Regions from separate parts of the Mus musculus genome. Here region 2 is linked to region 1. The links are chromatin contacts, called in public HiChIP or PLAC-seq maps. All regions are on one chromosome and are shown on one strand. Each heading gives the region's core, a stretch centred on a gene start, on an enhancer-like site or on the middle of the called end of the contact. The rest is flanking DNA. Distances are from core to core; before and after follow the strand shown. Region 1 overlaps Ebf1 (early B cell factor 1). Region 2 has its middle 100 kb from the start of Gm22284.

What was found. HiChIP or PLAC-seq counts read pairs in DNA pulled down with a chosen protein or histone mark.
Region 2: an H3K27ac HiChIP or PLAC-seq map of large pre-B cells shows a contact between it and region 1, with 14 times the contacts expected there. The contact joins two enhancer-like sites. A contact is called at or near these places in 1 of 15 datasets of contacts at CTCF or cohesin (large pre-B cells), 2 of 484 Hi-C or Micro-C datasets (cranial neural crest and pre-B cells), 1 of 115 datasets of contacts at active chromatin or transcription factors (large pre-B cells) and 1 of 9 other capture datasets (embryonic stem cells).

Annotation. Positions count from the first base shown.
Region 1 is chr11:44,705,863-44,708,984 of GRCm38.p6, reverse strand. All of the region lies in intron 6 of Ebf1 (early B cell factor 1), which reads right to left. Among named protein-coding and RNA genes, the nearest start is that of Ebf1, 89 kb to the right of the region's middle. Within about 2 kb of position 1,499, at least 54 of the 459 cell types and tissues checked have an H3K27ac peak or open chromatin away from gene starts, as enhancers often do.
Region 2 is chr11:45,534,295-45,537,416 of GRCm38.p6, reverse strand. No RefSeq gene overlaps it. Among named protein-coding and RNA genes, the nearest start is that of Gm22284, 100 kb to the left of the region's middle. Within about 2 kb of position 1,691, at least 16 of the 459 cell types and tissues checked have an H3K27ac peak or open chromatin away from gene starts, as enhancers often do.

The DNA of each region.
Region 1 (3,122 bases), core at 250-2,749:
GAGACAGGAACAGAATAATGTTGTAGGTAGGATTCAAATCTGAATACACAAAGTGGCCTGAACCATTATAAAATCTCAGTCACAAACTCAAACCCAACTTCAGGTCTTCCCATGCCCTCCAATGCAGTATCCCACTCGCTTTCAGTGACACAGTTGCTTCTTCTTCATGTGCCTACTGTTCTGGGACATTATTCATCTTCTTGTGTACAAAGAGGAAATGGCTTATGCTTGGTTTAAAACCCTGGAAAACACTCCCCCCAGAGCAATGACCAGTTTGTATCTTTCGAGCAGCTGAGATCAAAGTGATTTAAAATGTTTATTTTTAAAGTAAACCATTTACACCAATCTATGGGAAAAAAATTTTTTTTCTTTAAGACTTGTATTCGTCTTCGTTAAATCTTTACAGGCAGACCGAAATCACCTGGAGTATCTAAGGTGGCCTTATCAGGATGGTGGGACCTGTTTGATCCGGCGCTATCTCCATGTCATCTCCATAGGAAGTGGAAATAAGGCTGGGCAGGAAAATGCAAAAGACCAGACCTTGCTAGCCAGATGCACCTTGAGCCTGGTCCTCAAAGGATAGACGCCACATGGCTCTACCTGGAAAAAAAGTAAACAAACAAACAAAAAAACAAACAAAACAAAACAAAAAACCCCACAAAAACAAAAACAAACAAACAAACAAAAAAACCAGAATGGTGAAAGACACCGTTTCAGGGAATCTTTTACGAAGGTAACCTTTGTGACTCTCCAGCTTCTTTCCCCAAAGAAGGAATTCCTAACTTAAAATCCAGCTCTTAACACATTATAGCACATGCCACACAACAGTAGATAGGAAATTCCACAAGGCCCTTGGGGGAGGGGGAGCCCACTCCTCTCCTTTTCCCATCTGAAGGGTGATTTGAATTACATGGGGAGGGGGTCGCTTTATCTTCGGGAGGAGGGGCTTTCCCAGCCCCCTGGCTTTATTTCACATCTCAGGCACACAACGCTTCTTTTATGAAAACCCAGCTTAAATATTAATGTGTGTTTTCTTAAGGAAGTGGAAGGCAAATCAACTTCCTGGTAACCAGGGTATCTGATTTCTAAAATGGTCTAACGCTGATTGTCACAGGTCTGCCAGATGTGAGGGCTAAACCTCTGAAAAAAAAAAAAAAACGGAAAGGCAGGCTTTCATGCCCACTGCTGTGCGGGTCCCCACTGCTGTGAGGGTCCCACGCCTCCTGGAGTTACATCCTCTGCTGCTGTGTTTTTGTTAGCTCGCTGCCGGAAGTCCTCAACAGCCCAACTTGTTTTCTGATCCTTTAAGGACACTCCTAGCCCTCTGTCAGCCCTGAAATTGAGAGTGTGTTTGTGTTGGTAAGTGTGGTGGACTAATTAAAATAACGAGAGTTATCTTGAGCAGGGCCACTTGAACATAACGGGAAAGGAGGTTACCCAAGAGTTTGCTACAAAGCCTATTTTGAGTCAACCTTTGTTCTGTACACTCCTGTTACCTCCTGCATCCAGAAACAATGTCTTTTGTTACCAACTCCCCACCACCACCTCCCTTCTGGAAGGCTGGGTTTGTTTACTGACATTTTCAATACCAAGCAATACAAAGGGTATTTCCTTATATTAACTCCAAATGTCACCCCCCCCCCAAAAAAAAAAAAAGAAAAAGAAAAAAGAAAGAAAGGAAGAGGAAAGAAAAGAAAGGGAAAGAAAAGAAAAAGAAAAAATTTGCCTGTAAAGAAGCCTGTCTCACCAGATAAGATACCAGTAGTTCAGAATACACACACACACACACACACACACACACACACACACACACACACACACACACACACACAAAATCTTGCTCTTTGATTTGGACTTCATGGGTCTACCAGAACCTATGTTTCACCTTTTTTGCTATGTCATTTCAAAGCCACTGGCACTTCATTGCTTGGTCCAGAAGAGGATGGGCCACTTTTAGCTGCTGCTTTTAAAATGCTTACAATGAGCCAGATATGGTAACACAAGCCTTTAATCCCAGCACTCAGGAGGCAGAAACATATGGAGCTCTGTGAGTTCAAGGCCAGCCTGGCCTACAATCTGAGGAACTCCAGCTCTCTGTACTCAGAGGCTAAATTATGACCTGTGCCCCTTCAGTTCATATATAGAAGTTCTAACTGCTAGAGCCCTAAGTGTGAATGTATTTACAATAGTGTGTTTAAAGAAGTAATTAAAATAAACCAAGGTCATTAGAAGAGCCCTTATCTAGAATGGCTGTTGTCCATAATATATGAATAGGTCAGCAGATACCAGCACGGCAGAAAGAGACAATGCAAAGACACAAGAAGAAGATGGTGTCAGTTAACCAAGAAGGAGGTCCTCCGAGGAAGGCAGCCATGCTGACACCTTGACTCTGGCCTCCCAGATCTGTGAGGAAGTACACTTCTGGGGTTTAGGTAGTCCACCCTGTGGCACTTCCTTGTGACAGAGCCAGCTAGCACTTGGGTACCCTCAACAACTGATAAGCTTAAAAATAAGTCAGGGCTGGAAAGATGGCTCAGCAGAGAGTGGATAGTGTTCTTGCAGAAGACCTGAGTTCCCTTCAATCCTCTGGAAGTCTAGATCCAGAGGGACCTGATGCCGCTGGCTGCCAAAGGTGCCCACGTATAGTCATACATACACGTAATTCAAAATAATAAAAAATAAATCTTTTTTTTTACTTTAAAACAGACCTCTACGCTACCAGAGAATAATACATAGATAATAAATCAATTTTCAAAGAGATTTTACCCTATAAATATTCATTAAACACTGAGGCAAATCTAGAGAGCAGGGATGTGAACCAAACTGGGCATAACTTCTGTCCTCACTAAGCTTCCAGGCTGAAGGAAGAAGACAGACACTAGATAGACATGTAAGGAGCACAACATGAATACTCTATTAATTAACACTCCCTGATGGAGCCCAGCCCAGCATCAGAGAGTGACTATAGGGAGAGAGGGACTCACAGGGCCTCCTGTAGGGTGGGTTTGAACCATGAGGTCTAGGTAATGGGTAAGGAAGGCCCTCCAGACACAGCTCTAGCTCCAGAAGAGCCCAGGGCATGAGTGAGATTGGAAGGCCTGAATGTCATGTCTGAGGTGCAG
Region 2 (3,122 bases), core at 442-2,941, 830 kb before region 1:
TGCACCCCTCGTTGATCATCACAGCTATCTGTGGTGATGCTGAGAGGCTCAGTGAGCTGATGTATGCGCTTAACAGGGCGACGGTTCCTATTCATGCCCACTCAGTGTTGGCTGGCCTGCTACGTATGATAATGAGGACCAGACAACAGTGTGTGTGTTCTGGGGGATCTGCCCATGAGTGCAGAGGAAGGGGCTTAGATGTGAAGATGTTTGAGCAAGGGAATGCTTTGTACAAAGTGTTCTGTGAGGATAATGAATTACATGGTGGCCTGTGGGCTGTTTGGGAAGTGTGTGTGTGTGTGTGTGTGTATGTGTGTGTGTGTGTGGGGGGGGGCTATGAGAAAAGAGGCAAGGACGGGGGAGTCGAATCACTATGAAAAATATCAAGGGTATTATGAAAGGCATCTGAGTGCTTGGTGATTGGATGGCTAGATAGGGAGAGACGGGCATTTCAAACTTGACTCTGAGGGTTTGAGGCCAGGGGCAGGAAACAAAGCCAACACATTGTATATCTTTAAAAGTATTGAAAAAGCCAAAACCAAATAAAAATACGGAACAGAGACATATAATCTGCGGCATCTAAAATGTTTATGATCCCCCTCCACACACACACACACTTTAAACAAAGAGTTGCCATGCCCTGGCATGGCCTAAGGACCTTGGAAAACTGTGTTCTAGAGATAAGGCCGGGAGGGAGATTCTGAGTAGATGGAATACAGCACCTCACAGGAAGTCGCAGTGATGATTAAACCTAGGGCAAGGCCGGGATGCTGAATGATGCGTCAGTTGTGAGCCACACATTCATTTCAGAAATAACTGTTTGAATGTGAGCTTAGGGCACAAATAGATCTCACTGGAATCCTAGCTACCTGTGACCCTCACCAAATGACCAGGCTCTGGGTCTCAGCTTTCTCATCTGTGAAACTGGGACAATAATACTTTAAAGGTTAAATGCAGAGGTGCAGGGGACGTATTTGAACAGTGTCTGGCAAACACAATCACAGCCTTTATTATTATTAAACATGGAAAATTCTATCAGGAAACAATGGTTTGTTTGTGCGGGGAACATCTATTGGTCTTGCCATCATTAGTAGTGTATCAGTCTTGAAGTTATTAGAACTTAGGTGTCTGATCTTGGGACCAAACTTCTCTCACTATAATCTTGGTTAGGATTTTTTAAAAAAAGAATTAAAACAACAACAACAACAACAACAACAACAACAACAACAACAATAACAACATCAAAGCTTCCCTCTCTCCCAACCCATCCCAACCCAAACCAAAATAAATAACTCACACACAAAACCAATTTCTTTATTTTTTTCTTCAGTTCCTTTCCCCCCATGTGGTCACAAACAGATTGACTTCTCTTGAGCATTTGTTACAGCTGGGTCTCCTCCTCTCTTCTTTAAGAATCTCAAAAGTTTGAAGACTGATTCCATTTTGCTCCTTCCCTATTCCCAGAGTTTTTGAGTCTCAAGTGTCAAGTTTCCTCCGCCTGGCCTCCTTAGGCCGTTTCTCAACAGCATCATCAAATCAAATCTCTTCTGCAGCGTAGGCAGAGGTCGTTCCACCTCGGAAGCGTTTGTCCATGATTCTGCAAGCTTCAGTTCTGTCTTCCCACTAAGACTCTCTGAGAGCATGGAGCAGATCCCAGAATTTCTAATCCTCTCTGCAGCAAAGCCAGCCTCTTCCCACACTCCAAGAAACAGGAAAGGGGGAAAGCAGAATGTGGTCCTCACAGAAGCCTGGCCCTGGCCCCAGAGCCCTGTCTGTTCCTGTGATGTTCCACACCCTTGCTAGTTACTTACTGCCTCCCTGAGAGGCCATCGAGGGGAGAGAGCGATTAGGGTCATCAAGATAAGGCTTGAAATATTCAAACTGGAAGCAAAAAAAGGGCTGTTTTTCCAATAGTAAGCAATCAGGGAACAGGAGGATATAATTTGAAGATTAGGGAAGTGAACAAAGAACAGAAAATTAACTTTATAGCAACGAGGAGCACAGTCTGTTTGAAGAAATAAACCTCCGCAGAGCATTGTTGATAAAATCAGACTGTTGATTTAAACGAGGAAATATGAGCAAATCAGCTGGGGGTTTGGGCGATCTGTGGAAGTTGAGGGTGAAACTTTAGGCAAACCTGGAAAGCAGGTTTTCTGCATTCCAGAAACCTCATTCCTAAGTGAGAATGGATGAGCATGTGTGCATATATGGTAAGTGTGTGTGTGTGTGTGTGTGTGTGTGTGTGTGTGTGTGTGTGTGTGCATGCAAGTATGAATGTGTCTATGTAGATATGCATATGCATACATGTATCTAAGTGTATGTGTGTAAATGTGTATGTGTGTGCACATGCACATGTGTGTATGTGTATACATCAAGGGTATACAGAAGAGGGATGTATCTTACTGGGATGTTTAAATCATTTTCATCTGGGATTGTCTTTATTTAGAACGTGGCATTTACTACTAAGAACTAGGAAACACCAGCCTCCATTCCTGAAAAGACCAGCACTGACTTGTCTTCTGGAGCCAAAAAGTCTCAAGAGAAGCTGTGGTTCTCCAGGTGGCTAGAACAGGGCTTCTTCTCACTATACAGGGGAGGGCTGACCACATTAGGACAGGAGGCCTGTCTGCTATGGGGATGAAGAGATCCTTTTCTCTGCTGGAAGAAGCTCTGAGTTTCTCAGTGTTAAGTTTTCCTGGTCCAGCATTAGCTTTCATGAAGTGTTTGTTAAGAGCTTAGATTTCTCATGGTGGGAGATGCAGAGAGCATCCCTGAATATCAGAGTGGTGTGCCTCCTGCCTCTGTATCCCTTTCTCCTCCTTCTGTCGTGTTCTGGGACCTTGGAAATGTCAGTATGGGAACCCCTTCCTTCCTGCCTCTTGGTGCATTCAGAGGATGGGAGGCACTGTGCGCGAGTGAGCTTGAGGAGAGTGCGTGGTCCCCTCCTCCCCTGCCAGGTTGTAGGTGGGCTGGTGGCTTTCTCTACTAAAGGGAAGGGTTTCTCTATACTACAGCCACAGCTCAATAAAGCTCTCTCTCGACTCAGGAATCTAGCTTTGCCCCTTTAGGTATCAGAGCTTTGTGGTTCCCAGACACTAGAGCTTTTGGAAGTCCCCTTCCAT